Regions from separate parts of the Drosophila melanogaster genome. Here region 1 is linked to region 2. A link is a contact called in public Hi-C data. All regions are on one chromosome and are shown on one strand. The core of a region is the stretch at or near the end of the contact, and the rest is flanking DNA. Distances in the headings are between cores, read along the strand shown.

The links. A called contact is a pair of places that touch in the nucleus more often than the background predicts.
Region 1: a contact with region 2 is called in a Hi-C map of the Kc167 cell line, with 9 times the contacts expected there. The contact joins the promoter of raw here to the promoter of Trs23 in region 2. A contact is called at or near these places in 1 of 1 datasets of contacts at CTCF or cohesin (the Kc167 cell line), 47 of 107 Hi-C or Micro-C datasets (the Clone 8 cell line, the D17-c3 cell line, the Kc167 cell line and 13 more) and 3 of 6 datasets of contacts at active chromatin or transcription factors (all in the Kc167 cell line).

The regions. Positions count from the first base shown.
Region 1 is chr2L:8,738,532-8,743,345 of dm6, reverse strand. raw (raw,) reads left to right here and starts at 2,686. Exons shown (of 9, transcript NM_080050.3): 1 at 2,686-2,961. The coding sequence starts at 2,933.
Region 2 is chr2L:8,683,641-8,688,423 of dm6, reverse strand. It overlaps Trs23 (TRAPP subunit 23), which reads right to left and starts at 2,193. Exons shown (of 2, transcript NM_135403.2): 1 at 1,932-2,193; 2 at 1,372-1,874. The coding sequence starts at 2,106. The coding sequence ends at 1,390. PrBP (Prenyl-binding protein) reads left to right here and starts at 2,469. Exons shown (of 1, transcript NM_135402.3): 1 at 2,469-3,601. The coding sequence starts at 2,621. The coding sequence ends at 3,076. It overlaps Hnf4 (Hepatocyte nuclear factor 4), which reads left to right. Exons shown (of 8, transcript NM_164834.2): 7 at 1-535; 8 at 600-1,198. The coding sequence ends at 646. It overlaps CG9289, which reads left to right and starts at 4,048. Exons shown (of 5, transcript NM_135401.2): 1 at 4,048-4,418. The coding sequence starts at 4,074. It also overlaps tRNA:Asp-GTC-1-9.

The sequences.
Region 1 (4,814 bases), core at 1,437-3,936, 54 kb before region 2:
TCCAAGTCCCCTGTTTTCCTCGAACTCGGCGAAGAGCTGTGAATCTAGAACTGAAAACTTATGTCAGTGGCACGCGTCTGCGGCACGTGACCCCGACATGAAAATCACTCTCAAGATCGCTGAGGATGGCAAATGGATAGGGCTGATGGTGACGAAGGAACTGGGCACTGAGTTCTGGGTGGTATTGTCCAAGTGATGGAGGTGATGAATGCCTGTGTGCAGATGCTTTTAAATTTAAATCGAATCAAATTGATTTGCGCACAGTTCCAGTTTCACTTTTTTACCCACGACCGCCTTACACTCGAAGAAGTCTTTAACTTAGAATCAAAGAGCAGGTGAAAAAAAAATTATTTAAAAAATATATATGTATATATTTTTTTTATATAAGCAACAATGTTAAATAATGTATTGTAGATATTGTAATAAAATATTATTTTTCGTATCAATTTGTAAAGTTTTCTATTTAAGATTTCGAGTTTTTCCTAGTAATATGTGGTATTAATCTTGGATATTGACAGGCACAATATATTCTGATAAAAATACTTTTTAAAACATAATTTTTTGAAGTGTAGTATCAATTGATATCGCCCTTTTTTGGAAAAGAAGAGTGCACCGTGCTCTGACCACGTCCCAGCTCCATTGTTTAGCCATTTGACAAGTGTTTTGACAATATTTATTTGAGTTGCTACAAGCCACGGCAACGGCCACGCCCACAGTCCCGCCCCCTGCGGCATACCACCCCCGCCTCCCTCTTCGCACACTAGAACCACTGCCGCTGGGTAATTTGATTTCCTCGACGCTGCCATCATCTGCATCCTTGACGTCGGACACGTTTCTGCCTAATGGAGTTGCTCGAGTGGCGTGAATTTCAATTAAATTAAATCAAAATGTTGCATTTTTTATTAAGCCCATTAGCGGCACACACGGAAAACCCGCCCCCTCAGAGGACCGCCCGCTGGCCCCTAGTTGGTTAAATTAAGTTAAGATACCACCTCGTCAGTGCGAAAAGAACTTGTATCTTAATGTGCATAATGAAGTGCCAGACTTGACTTGCCATCCAGGAACACCTGGATGTGCCAATATAAATCCGGTGACTGCACTGATCCTACTGCTGCGAGGAAAAGCTATCGGGAAAATCCCAGTTTAGATGAAAATGGGGCCATTCAATAACTGAATTGCTATTTTTGCTAGCAAAATGATTTTAAGGGATTTACTTATTCAATTCATAATTATTTATAAATAGCGAATTCTTAATTTATAGTTTTATATATACACACCTTTTAAATGATTTATGTAAGTTTCTTATTAATAGATATTTATTTACAAGAAAATGTTAAGGAAAAGGCTGCTGTTTTTCCGACTGTTTCTGCGAAAAGCCAAATATCAGTGCACAAGAAGAGTTGGTGGGCGAAGAAAAGTGGAAGTGGAGTTTCCTATTGTTGCACATGCATTAAGAGTAATGCTGCAGTGCTCGGAAAATGCTGGAAAGAGGGTGAAAATGCTACTTTGAGTGGCAATAAACAATGCATAATGAGTTGAGAGTCGCGTTATTATTGTTGCAGCCCGTGGCTGAGACTGTTCATTACTCAAACAGGTAATTTAAATTAAGCCAAAACAATACGCCAAGGTGGCATTTAAAGTAGGTGCAAAACGCATTTCGCCATTAGGAAATTGCCAATTAAGAAGCAAACACTTCTGGGTCCATTCATTACTGCAACACTTGCAGGCAAATCATTTAATTGTCTTTTAAAAATATACTTAAATCAGCAGAGGCGGCAAAGTATTACAAGTCTTCATGCACTTTCTCAGATATGACTAGCCACAAGCACTTAATTCTTGATATCACTTGGAAGTGGCACTTCCAAATCAAAATTATATACATTTAGTAAATAAGAACTATTCGAAAAGACATTTTTCATTTAAAAAGGGAACATTAAGATTTTACTAATTTTTCTATTATCTTAAAGAAAAAATTTTCTAATTTCCACATTCCGTATTTTGTTAATACAACATTTCATTAATAATAATGCAGATATACCCACGATGTCAGGATTTTAAAATAATCTTGAATAATTTGCAAAAGTTAGATCAGAGCAAATATAACATAGATTTAAATTTGTGATACTGTTACCTAACAGAATTTTACAATGTTATTGAAATGTTAATTTTAACACAAAAAAGTGCTCTTCTGCTAATTTTTACATGCACCCAAGACAACAACCATCGAATACAACTGAGTATACGTTCGTTAAAATTTTGGTGGCAACGCTTGTATTCCTAATCTATTAAGATGGCAAGGCTCGTTATCTGAAGAATTTACATTGGCAGCATCAAACATCATTAACTTTGAACTGTTATACAATGGTGCCAATGTAACTTTTTCTCGACAAATGAATTTTGTACTTATTTACCCAAGTGTATATGGAAACAATCAGGTACCGAAAATGTGAACTCTTACAATATATTTTACCTCTTTTTCATCTTAAGTTGTTTTTTTATAAAAGATATCAGCACTGCTGCAAAGACAGCATGCTTTAATATATAATATATATTAATTAAATAAGTTTCACAGTTTTTACGTGGTGTTAACCAACTTACAAAATTCACTCACAAATGTTAACATTCTGTACAAGCATTAGTGTTACCAAATACTCGATAGTATTTTCGCCGTTCCACCAGCTGGTCACACCAGAGACGAATTTAGAAATCTAAAGAGAACCCAACAGTTTCCTAATGCAAATACAATAAACTAATTGTTTAAAATGTGACAACAGTGAACCAAATGCTTGCTGAGTAATAAACCAAAGGATGTTTTGTTTTTTTCTAAAACGTGCCAAGTGAATCGGCTCCACGCAAATGAGAGTGCGGTCTGAAAACAATGGAGCTGCCGTAAAGAATTGATTAAACAAAATAGTCGAGAAGAGAGCGCAAAATGCACAAAATGGTTAAATTATTCCTCAGGTAATTTCAGTCCCAACAAAAACAGCATGTGCCAGATTGCTTTCGTGCTCTTATTGCTGTTGTTGTAGTTCTAGACTCTCTCTTTGCGCTTTAATATTATGAATGACGTAAGCGCGCCTCTTTGGTAGCAATACAAAAGCAATAACAACAATTTGGTTTTGTTGCTTTTGTAAACAAGGAAAATAACAGAATGGTTTTGTACCGCTCGCGTGTGTGTGTGCATAGGTGAGTGGGGAGCTCACTCACCTATGCACACACACACACAAACGCAGGTAAAAGTGGCGTCGTTGGATTTTTACTTGGAAAACGTGTTCGAACTATAAAGAGAAATAGTAAGAGAGAGCTGAGCAGTCTAGCGCTCTTTGCAATGTTATTTCTTTTTTTGGTCAATGACCTAAGCTTTTTCGTCCGTTAGTTGAATTCGTTTCTTTCGCCAATTTCCGTGCTTTTGTGTGCGAGTTAAAAAACTTGGTCTATTTTCACAAAAATCATTGTTTACACTTTGTTGATGTGTAGGTAATTTTCCCAGGCTTTCTTAGCCTCATTTTTCAAGAAAAGGAGTAAACACTAAGTTGGAGGCCAAAGTTGTGAATGGTAAAAAAAAAACGTAATTTTTAAAGAAATTTAAAAAAAAAACTGCCAGCAGTAAACAACGTACAAATCAAAAGAGAATAATTGAGAATACTATAATTAATAGTGTTGTATACATGAAATGTTCAAGAACTTTATTTCCCGAACACATAAAGCATGAAATGAGTCTTCATAGTGTTTCCTTATATCTCTGAAAACAAATAGTATATCACTCGATCATCCAATTGCCTTGCTGTTGTGACATCTTGACAGTAATTAAGTTTATGCACTCAATTGTCACAAAGCCGGAAACAAAAGTGCACAAAGATGTAACATGTTGGTACATTTTTTGCAATGACAACAGCACGCAAATTAGTAAACATTACCGGCCAAATAACAATGCACTGTTTGGAAAATAAAGTAAATATTATGAAATAAATATTATTGTTGTTATACAAAACAGAAAGCAATTACGGAGAAGCAGTAACTGCAGCACAGGTATATTTGCATTCGTGATAACTTTTTGGTAAATAAATTATCTAAGCAATAAAAATGTTTTAAACTTGTAGGATTTTATTTTGGCTTATAAACATAAATACACTTAAAAATAAGTTTTAGGTCGCTTGTTTCAGTTTGTTTCAGAATGTTTTAAGAGCACCGTATAAAATTTTCGAAATTTTCCACAATCTTGAACGGTACTTCTGCGTATTAAGATTAATTGTTTGGCCTTTTATCAGTCTATTTCACTGGAATAAATATTTAACTAGTACTCAGATTTTGTAGGGCACTCTATATGCGGTGTACTTTGCTGACCGAAAAAAAGAGAGATACAAATGTTGAGAATGCGAGGGAAAACGCTTTTGTGATCTTCTTGATTTAAAAATTTTAACGCCAGTGCTGACCGAGCAATTAAAATGTAAACAGGCGGGAAATGAATAAGCGTGCCAGGGAAAAATAAAATGAAATCCCAAAATATTTACAATCATGCAGCAGCAGTTGCACATAAAAACCCAGGAAGAGAAGAACGGAATCTTAACGTGTATGCTTTCGAAAATATACTTGTACCTTAAAATGGCAAATTGGCAATAAGAAACCGACGCGACATTAATATGGCTAGGTAAATACAAAGGCATCATTACCGAAGGTCGTTTTTGTTTGCGTGCGATAAACTTTTTTTCTTTCGACTTTATAGCAAATATTCACGCATACAAACAAACCCGAATGCTTCCCTGTGTTTGCGATTGGTATTATCTGTGTAGGCCTTTGTTATCCAACCATTTGCT
Region 2 (4,783 bases), core at 944-3,443:
ACGTCCGGTGGTCCTGGCTCGCATAGTCTGGACCTGGAGGTGCAGCACATTCAGGCTCTTATCGAGGCGAACAGTGCGGATGATTCCTTCCGGGCCTACGCGGCCAGCACTGCAGCGGCAGCCGCTGCAGCCGTCTCGTCCTCCTCCTCTGCACCCGCATCCGTTGCTCCAGCCTCGATCTCTCCTCCGCTCAACAGCCCCAAGTCACAACATCAACATCAGCAACATGCGACGCATCAGCAACAACAGGAGAGCTCCTACTTGGACATGCCCGTCAAGCACTACAATGGCAGTCGGTCCGGACCGCTGCCAACACAGCACAGTCCCCAGAGGATGCATCCCTACCAAAGAGCAGTCGCCTCGCCGGTCGAAGTGTCCAGCGGGGGCGGCGGATTGGGTCTGCGCAATCCTGCCGATATTACGCTCAACGAGTACAACCGGAGCGAGGGTAGCAGTGCCGAGGAGCTGCTGCGACGAACTCCACTGAAGATCCGGGCTCCCGAGATGCTAACCGCACCCGCTGGTTATGGAACGGGTGCGTAGTAGATTGATTCGAAGCAAGAAGACATTTCAATAATATATTTTATATACTATTTCAGAACCCTGTCGCATGACACTTAAACAGGAGCCAGAGACTGGTTACTAGAAGAATAACGAACGGTGCAATATGCAGTTTGCAATAGGACACCCCTTAAGCACACAACCCATACACATACAGGCCCTCTCTTGCTGTACTCCCCACCAAGTGCTATATAGAGATGAAATTGAAATGAAGAACTTACTTAATTGTTATGCCTTGAACCATTTTGATACTTTTTATTAGTCCTAAGTAGGTATTTTGGAAATTGTTGCTTAATTTTTAATGTTTAACGCAGTTGCAATATATTTTTGGAGTCATATTTTGCTCAAGAAGTTTATTATATACAATTATACTATATATATACACCATTTAGCATGTACTGAGTTTGTTGGTTATTTGGTTATCTTATACTTGTGCGTGGATCACAAAACATTCATATAAGGCCATGCAATATATTGTTTTAGGTTAGGGTGTTGTCTAGATTATGCTGAAAGTGTAATATATATTTAATTTTAAACAAAGAACTATTTTTATATGAATATGTATAATATACAAACTATTTCTAAGATGGCTGAATGAATAAACAAAATCAAAATAAACACTGGAGAATATGAATGTAAATCGTTTACTGCGGCATTTTTACTAGTAATAAATATTACTATAATTTATAATTTATGCCATCTCTTTCAGCAACAACTTTAAATATCCAAACTGATAAAGCGATATATGTTCCTATGCTCCCACTTAGAACGTAACCCTGATCCTGCATAGAAAAAATTCAATAACGTATTACAAAGACTAACTAACGTTTATTTATCGATATTGCTAATGCCCGTCTTCTCGACCTGGGCGAGGAGCTCTTGGAGCTTGTTGTCGAAGAGCTCGCATCGAATGGGCATCTCCAGGGAGTAGAAGGGGTTCTTGAGCACGTAGTCTGAGTACAGCTCGTAAACCTTTCGCAGCAGCAGATCAATGCCATTGAGACCCGTTTCCGAGATTATAATGAACTTGATTCCGGTCAGCGTTTGGAAGCAGTGCAGCGTGAAAGTGTCCGCCTCTAGGATCTCGATGCCGGAACTCTTGGGCTCCGGACTCAGTTGGCTGGCGATGGCGAACAGCGGGTAGAACATGCTGGCCAGAAAGATTTTCTCGTTGGTGGTCATCTTTGGCCGGCTGAACTTCAGGTTAATGGGATAGTTCTCCGGTGCATCCAGTGTCGTCCTCACATCGCGTCCATCATCCAGGGTGACTCCATTGACGGGCATACCGTTGACCGCCACCAGGACATGGCCCACTGTTCGTAAGCATATATTAAGGTGGTTATGTTTCTAAAATTCACAGACACACCCACCATTTATTCCATCCTTTCTGTTGAACGAGACCGATACCTTCTTGGAATCGTAGTCCAGCACCAAGTCCAGAGGGTATGTAAAGGTCTTCTCGTGCTCAATGCGTGGCACATTGTTGTCCAGGTTGAATATAAGGCCACCCGATTTACTAACTATATAGACGCCATATATAATCATTTCTTACTATTACTAATTCTAAGTTTCCTAGGAATGTTTTTATATTTTATGCGAATTAGCGATGGTAGTGCCAGCCAGCTGTTTGCCGCGGAACCAGTTCCAGTTCCGGCTTAGTTGCCATTAACAGTACATTAACATTGCGCCTTAACAGTTGGGTCCATCGAAGAAATTATAATTATTAGGATAAATAAACCATTAAATTATTATAAGAAGCATTATTTAAAATTTAGGAATAAAATGGGAAGTAAACTCTTTAGCCAGAATACTAAGAATACTTAAAAAATATTTACAAGTTCAACCAAAAATCTAGTTCTACCAGGGCGGAGTAGCTCTTTAAACTGATTCCATCTTGCCTATCGCGTTCATTTAACTAGTTCACGGCCGAACAGCTGTCTCGGCATTAGAATTAAAAATAAACATAATTGATTTTCTGCCCGAAAGTATACGTAAACGCGTAGGCGCTCCCACCTGGCAGTGCACCCGATTGACCGACTTGCAACCTCCACGGCCACCGATGGGCTCCGACGACCAGAGTGCCGGGGACAGGATCCAGAAGGGATTCCAGATCAACTATATGATTCTGCGGGATGCCGACAGCGGAAAAATAATCTGGCAGGAGAACAAGGACTTCTCGGCACCGGACCAGGAGCATGAGGCCCGAGTGCCGGTGAAAATACTCGACATGCGTGCCGTTTCCCGGGAGATCAACTTCAGCACCATCGAGTCGATGGAGAACTTTCGCCTGGACCAGAAGGTGCTCTTCAAGGGCCGCATCATGGAGGAGTGGTTCTTTGAGATGGGATTCGTGGGTGCCAACACCACCAACACCTGGCAGTCGACAATCGAGGCGGCACCCGAATCCCAGATGATGCCTGCCAAGGTCTTGAACGGCAATGTGACTATCCAAACCAGTTTCTACGACAACGAGACACTCATCACCAAATCGGTTGTGCGCCTGTACTACATTTAGGCAAATGTGAGTCACCTGCCGTTCTGCTGATCGACCAGGTGTTCTCGCGTCCACCCACAAGTTTTTTTGGTTGTTCTTCAAGATGTTCTCTACAAAACATGCATACTTCGCTTTTGAGTACTTCAGCATTTCAATGCAATTGTTTGCGCGTTTATGAACTAGTTGTAGTCCAATGCATTTTAATCTAATCTAATTTTACGTTTACCACAGTAATATATTAATAAAAAATTAACAAATGTAATTTGCATAAACCAAGGAGTCTGTCAACTCGAATTCGAACGCAACATGCATGCTTATGTACAAATCTTTTGTAGACTGTCACATATGGACTAAAAATAGCTGCCGAACATTGTGTCATTTGAGATAAATTGTATCTATAGATCTCTGTACCAGTTGTAACCAATCCATAAAGTCTACTTAAGTCTGTTGAAGCTGTATGAGGAGTAATTCACTCATACAATCGAAAACGTTGTATTAGATATAGCCTAGCTGTACGCAATTTGTCAGCAAATATAAACAGATGTTAAAAGAAAGTTGTTATATGAACCATTTTAGGATACAGATGTCTGGCCCAAAGGAGATTAGCATAATGCAATATCTCATCGTGTGGAGATACTCAGTGAATCTTGCTCAGTGGGAGAAAATGCCCTAGGGGTCAATCGTAGAACAGGTTGCGCCTGGCTCTATTTTACTTTCATGTCAACGAGCATAATCCCATTTAGATCGCGGGCTTGCCTTTCGGCAATACATTGCCAAAGTTTGAATTTAGATTAGGTGTCGATGAATATTCAGCGATTGGAATCGCGAAAAGTAACCATGAAGTTAAGAGGAAGATTGGAGCGGAGAGTGCTAACTTGACCCCATTTTATTCGAAATAGAACCCGTGCCCGGTCAAGTGTCACTCGAAGATGGCGAGAAAGTCTTCTTGGCGGGCAAAGATCTCGGATAGCTTACAGTTCGCTTCCATCTACCCACAGCAGCGGATCGAAATAATATAATGGCGCGGTTTAGTGGAGTTGTACTGCTCCTGGCAATCGTCCTTCTTGCCGTTTTTGTGGCACAAGGCCTGGCAGAGAAGAACGCCAATAGGCAGAAGCAGCAGAAGCCCAGACCGGGAAATCAAAACTTTGGTATCCAGAAAAATAAGCGTCCAAAGCCCCAAAAAGTGCAGAAACAGAAGCCCAACAAGCAACAGGGTCAGAATGGTCAAGAGCCAAAGGTATTTACCACAACGGTTCCTGATTTGGGCAGGCTCCGTGGACGAACTCTCACCACCGATTGGACAGGGCAGAAGATAATGCAGTTCTTGGACATTCCCTACGGCAAAGCAGAGCGATTCAGGGTGAGTTAATATTGTTATTATCGCAAGATTAATAGGTACATGCATTTCTTACTATTTTTTGAGACCTTTGATGTTGGTAAATTTAACCACTCATAACTTGTATTATATTTGACTCAAAAGTATCAACGTCCTCGATAGTATAGTGGTTAGTATCCCCGCCTGTCACGCGGGAGACCGGGGTTCAATTCCCCGTCGGGGAGAATGCGAAAGCATTTTTTTTAAGTATTTGAATTAAAATACTATTGGTTATGGATCACGTAAAATTTAACAAGGTATTTGTTTTTTTTTATTAGTTTCATATATTAATAATATTGTTCCACTAAGCATAAGTTTTGCTTATAATTTTGAAGTTATAACTTTATTCT